2 separate regions of the Hordeum vulgare genome follow, and region 1 is linked to region 2. Evidence: chromatin contacts called from public Hi-C data. All regions are on one chromosome and are shown on one strand. The core of a region is the stretch at or near the end of the contact, and the rest is flanking DNA. Distances in the headings are between cores, read along the strand shown.

Region 1 (3,129 bases), core at 328-2,827, 130 kb before region 2:
CACTTTGAAAGGGGAGGAATTGTGATGCCTTGGTGCCATGTGAAGGTTGGTCCCCATAGATTGCTGGTACTCTTTGTAACAAGGAGTCACCGTCAACATCAATTAAGCAGACTAAGATCGCGGAGTTCTTATCTAGCAAAGAGGAACTAAGTTCTCTACTTGTGCACAGCTCTAGTATGTAAAATGCATCAGATTCTTCCAATCTGAGTTTTGATAGCATCTCATCAGGGACACTATTGGGAAATGTTTTTGGTTCTACTGTGGGCAGAAGACGAGATGGTTTTACAGAGGCCACTGAATCTGGACAATGCAATGGAAGGTAGAAATTCAGTAATTGTATGGTCTGAATATTAACAAGAATAAGTTTAGGTTCAGCCACAAATTCATAATTTACATCATAACAGAGGACATGTCATAACATGTGAACAGTACTGCTGCACAACATTTGCTGAAGGCTAGGCCATTAAGAGCATCCGAAGATCTGAGTAAATACAAGAAGAACTTTTATTCGTATCACGGTTTACATGATCCACTGTGAGATTTCCAATGAATATATTGCTTGCAAAGGAACAAATGCAAAATTCCAGCATCCAAAGCAGGCGAAACTAATTTAGCTACTGAATGAGATGTCCTGCCTAATTTCTACGAGACATACCTTGTAATGAAGAGCTTTTTGCGAAGGTAATCGCCCGCTGATGTCTGTTTTGCTTTCTGATGTTCCTTCCGGTTGAGCTCAAACGGTAAGGCCTTCTGGAGCTGTTGAGTGATAGCCATCCAGATAGAAATTCAGAATGAACCGAAGGAGCAGGGTGGCCAGCACAAAGGATCACCATTTCGCTGTAACAGGATGAGCAACAGATGGGATGCGTTACACAAATAAGATACTCGAAGGCTGTCTGCAAACATGACTAATTACTTAATTAGTGTAAAACACGCACACACAAACAGGGAACAAAATCAATAGCAAGCATAACAGAGTACAAACCTAGTTTATGCTGAAAGCTGTTCAGCCATGACCAAAATTACGGGAAATGGAACTGTAAAGAAAGCCATGAACAGGGCATATTCCATTCCCAACATTAGAAATAGCAGTTGGCATGCATCCGTGGCAAATTATGTGACAACTTGAGCTGCCACGACGCCAAGAAACTGAGACTACCGTATCAATTAACATTTTTTCTTCTTCAAACAATTCGAAGATTCTCCGCGAATAAACTACAGCTAAAGAATCTCCAGCAGCAAGACACTAGCAGCACGACCGAAACCAGGACGAAAGCTAAAATATCTGAATCTGAACTTCAAAAGACATGCCAGGGGGGGAAGGCGAGGCTCTCCGTACCGTACGAGCTCGGATCTGAGCCGGGAAAGTGGGCGAGATTCCACGGATGAAGTGAGGAGTTTGGTGGGTAAACGATGCTGCCGTGTGGGAGAGGGGGGAGAAACGAGGTAGCAGCAGTAGAGGAAGATCTGGGGGAAGAAGAAGAGTACAAAGACGGCGGCTTCAGTTACGTCGTGAGGAAGGGAACAGAGACGTGCAGCGCAGGGGAAGCTGTGCTCTACTTGCGACGGGCCAAATGGGCCACGGAAGGCGTCACTTCACGGGACTGGATCCTTTCCCCTTCCTCACCATCACACACGCGCCGACGGGGATCTCCTATGCAGCGCTGCAGGCCTCCATTAACTATCCGGCGCCTGCAGCGTCGCTGGCATGGACCGACCCACTAGCGTGCTGCCCAGTTTAATTTGATCTGTTTTTTTATTTGATCCAATAGAAAAAAACGCCCACATTTTCTATTTGTTACGAAAATAAAAATAAAAAATCAAAAAAGGATTACATATTTAAATAAAAAGGTTCATCCACTTGAAAAAAAGCTCATATCTATAAAAAAGGTTCATCAATTTTAAAAAAAGTTCATAAATTTGAAAAAAAGTTCATTGAAATTGATAAAAAAAATCATCCAATTTAGACAAAGTTCATTAATTTTTTTAAAATATCATTAAATTTGAAAAAATTCATAGAAATTCAAAAAAAGTTCATAGAAATGCAAAAAAAGTTCATGTATTTTTAAAAAAAGTTCAATGAACTGAGAAAAGTTCATAAATCTTTAAAAAGTTCATCAATTTTGAAAACAAATCATGCATTTTCAAAAAGATGTTCGTCAATTTCAAAAAAGTTCATCGATATTCAAAAAAGTTTATAAATTTTCAATATTTTAGAAAAGGTTCATCGATTTTGAAAAAAAAATCATCAATCTTAAATGAGGTGTGTGACTAAAATCATGTGGATGGGCCCTAGGTATAATGGCTTAAATAAAAAAAGAATGGAATAGAGAAATATAACTTATGACAACTTTTGAGGTGGCATGCTTACATTAGTTGGAAACTACTCGTAGATACCGACTCGGATAAAAAGGCGAAATGAAAATTTGCGCATTAGTGCTATCTACCAGTGGCTGTCTAGCCTATCAGTCAGCGGCACCTCAAACCGTATATTAACTCATATGTTGTATAAAATGTTTCCAAATGTTTATAAGATGTTGGTATTTGGAGAACAGGTCCATCATTTTATCACCTACTCCCTCTGTTCCTAAATATAAGTTTTTTTAGAGGTTTCACATAGGGGATTTTATACGGATATATATAGACATATTTTAGAGTCTAGATTCATTTATTTTACACCGTATGTAATTCTCTAATAAAATTCTAAAAAAACTTATATTTAGAAACGGATGGAGTAGTGAGGCATGGAGTACTACTTTTTGCAGCCCAGGACATGTATGCATTTACCTCTTCTCTCTCCTCTGCAAACAAATCTATTGACTTTATTTTATCTTACATAATTGATAACACTCATATCTTTTAAATCATAAGTTCATATTTGAAATAATTTATATATTTGAACTCTTGGCGCAAAGATCTATGAAACTAGAGCAATCTTGGATATCTTTCAAACACATTTAAATTTCAATGTTTCACATTTCATATCTGAAACACATTTTAATTTCAACATTTCACATTATAGTTTCATATTGGCTTTCACTTTCGGAACATGCATTTCACTTTCCACTGGTTTGTTTAAAAAAAAACTTAAATCATTTTAATTGCACATTTATTAAATAACATATTTCA
Region 2 (2,865 bases), core at 98-2,597:
GTTCTACAATCAGTATAGATACACAAGCCAAAATGTATAACAACAGGCAAAAATATAGAAAACAATTATCTAAATTACCAAAGCAAATCCAAACATTAATTCTGCAGATGATTTATCATAATATTATAGTGAAGCAAAAAACTGTTGGTTACAAAATGACAATAGGGTCAAAATCTCATTGTTAATTACTGATTCCCAGGTGAGTACTGAATGATATTGCACGATAGAATTAACTAGTAGCCATGTAAATTTCAGAATGTATGCAAGAGAAGGATAAGCATGGACAGCTAACCTGATGTGGCGCTGCCGGATAAGGACACGAGCATGGTGGATTGACTTGGCCATGCCATTCTTGAACACGATGGTCTGGAGACGGCGCTGGAGGAAGTTCTCAACAGTGAGGGCAAGCACGTAATCAAGCTTGTTTTGGTCCTCACTGAGAAGACCATAGCGGTTCATGCGGCGGAGCAGCGCTGCACCCTCAAAGATGCGGCGGGGGCTCTTCTCATCCAGGGTGAGCAGCTCCCTGGCAGCATTCCGGATGCGGCTCAGAGCATACTGCACGCGCCAGAGCTCACGCTTGGCCCGCAGACCGTACTCCCCAACCAGCTTCAGCTCAGCGTCAAGACGCTCCTTCTCATACGGACGCCTTGGCTTCTTGAAGGTCTTACCATCTGCACCACAACAAAATCGTAAGATACTTGGAAGCACCCAAAAAACAATCAGATACGGAGTACAAAAACAAGCACAGAACACAGTACAATGTCGATTGGAAATGGCACGGCCTAAACACTTACACGTCAAGCAGGAGACGAATACTATGGATTAAAAGCACAACTCGTGCTAATTATCTCACATCAAAGTCTTCAAAGACTAAACCATACATCATGGAATCCGCATTAGCCTAAGACGAGTGAAGTACCGGAAGATAACAGAATTTTCAAGTCTTAGGACATAAATTTCAATCAGGTGTCAGATTACAACCAAAATATCAACTTTCAGAACCAAATCGGCTACCAAGCTACTCTACAAATCTTCGTCACTGGGTACAAAGCGTCTAGTTCATCCGATCAAAACAAGAACTAAGCATTCACATTCAATCCCATGACAGAAACCAACAGACGCTGGCTCACGAAACTAGCAAACCAAAGTTGGATCTGCCCAGAGGGACGCCGCCGTTCAGCATAAGCAGCGCACATCACGAGGACACGCGGGAGTGCGTGGAGGGGGGGCTTACAGTTGCGGTAGAAGTTGACGTGCACCATGGCTGCCGCCTCCGCCGCAGGATCGCTCGGGTCGTCGAGCTGCGCGCCGCCGGTGGGGGTGAAGGGATCGGTGGAGAGAGGCGGCCAGGAGGAAGAGGCGATATTATATAGGGTAGGGCTAAACCTAGTTCGGTTTGATGGGCCGGGTTTTGAAACTTTTGTCGTCCTTTGCTTATGCAAGCCCTAGTGGGCCTTCAACTGCGAGACAGACACATGCAGCCCACCGCGCGGAAGGCAACTCGAAGCGGCCAACACCACCGCACCGCGCGTACCGCTTAAAGAAAAAAACACCGCACCGCGCGTCCGCGCGCTCGCCATGCCGACGCGGACGCCGTCGCCAGGGAAGCCGCTGGTGACCACGATCACGGCGCTGCTCAGGTCGGCGACGCGGCCGGCGCACCTGCTGCAGCTCCACGCGGCCATGCTCAAGGCCTCGCTCTTCCCTCACCACGCGCTCCCCACGGCCAGGCTGCTCGCCTCCCCGCTCGCGCCGCTGCCCTACGCGCTCTCGCTCTTCGCCGCCATTCCGTGCCCCACGCTCTTCCACCACACGGCCCTCCTCCGCGCCCTCTCCGCGGCGCCCTGCTTCTCCTCGGCCGCCTCCGCGTCCCTCGCCGTCCTCGCCTCCGCCCGCGCGCGCCTCCCCGCGCTGGACGAGTTCGCCTTCCAGCCGCTCATCGCGCTCTGCGCCAAGAACTCCGGCGACGACGCGGCGGCCTCGCTCGGGCGGCAGGTTCATGCGCTCCTGCTGCGGTACGGGTTCTCAGGCGTTGTGGGCCTGGGGAACGTGCTGTGCCACTTCTACTGCTGCATAGGGAACATAGGGGACGCGCGGAGGATGTTCGATGAAATGCCTGAGAGGGACACCGTGTCATGGAACACGATGATCGGGAGCTATGCCAGGGCCGGGGAGATCAGTGCGGCCGTGGAGATGTTCAGTGCTATGAGGTGCTGTGGTGTGGATGTCAGTGCGACGGCGGTGGTCGTGTTGGTTGCGTGTGTGTGGCAAGGGGAGTCAGTTCATGGGTTCAGCGTCAAGACAGGGTTCTGCAAGGATGTCAAGGTGGCGGCAGCAGTGGAGGGGATGTATTCTAGGAAAGGGGAGATTGGATGTGCAAAGAAGGTCTTCGAAGAGGCGACGAAGAAGGACTTGGTGCTATATAATTGCATGGTGGATAGCTGCGCAAAGGCCGGGCAAATCGAGGAGGCAATGGGCTTGGTGGATAGCATGAGACAGGAGGGACTGAAACCAAACACAGGGACTCTTGTGGGCATGCTCTCTGCGTGTGGAGTGTCAGGGGCAATCGTACCCGGTCGTCGCATCCATGAGCTTGCGCTGGAGCTTGGCCTTGAGCTTGACACTGCATTAGGAACATCGCTTGTGGATATGTACTTCAAATGTGGCTACCCCAAGGAGGCAATTGCGGTTTTTTATGCAATGCACGACAGGGATGTGATGGCATGGACTGCGATGATCATGGGATTGGGAGTTAATGGGCAGTCAGATGCCGCGATATCCCTGTTTCACTCGATGCAACAAAACGGTGTCACTCCTAACGAGGTTACCTTTCTTGCGGTGCTGAATGCTTGTAGCCATGGC

Evidence for each region. Hi-C and Micro-C count contacts between places; a contact is called where the count stands out from the background.
Region 1: a contact with region 2 is called in a Hi-C map of seedling, with 2.9 times the contacts expected there. The contact joins the promoter of LOC123425202 here to the promoter of LOC123425201 in region 2. A contact is called at or near these places in 2 of 6 Hi-C or Micro-C datasets (leaf and seedling).

Annotation. Positions count from the first base shown.
Region 1 is chr2H:82,304,091-82,307,219 of MorexV3_pseudomolecules_assembly, reverse strand. LOC123425202 reads right to left here and starts at 1,577. Exons shown (of 5, transcript XR_006621797.1): 1 at 1,340-1,577; 2 at 656-837; 3 at 1-300.
Region 2 is chr2H:82,174,317-82,177,181 of MorexV3_pseudomolecules_assembly, reverse strand. LOC123425201 (40S ribosomal protein S9-2) reads right to left here and starts at 1,347. Exons shown (of 3, transcript XM_045108875.1): 1 at 1,238-1,347; 2 at 293-674. The coding sequence starts at 1,265. LOC123425592 (pentatricopeptide repeat-containing protein At1g26900, mitochondrial) reads left to right here and starts at 1,582. Exons shown (of 1, transcript XM_045109282.1): 1 at 1,582-2,865. The coding sequence starts at 1,582.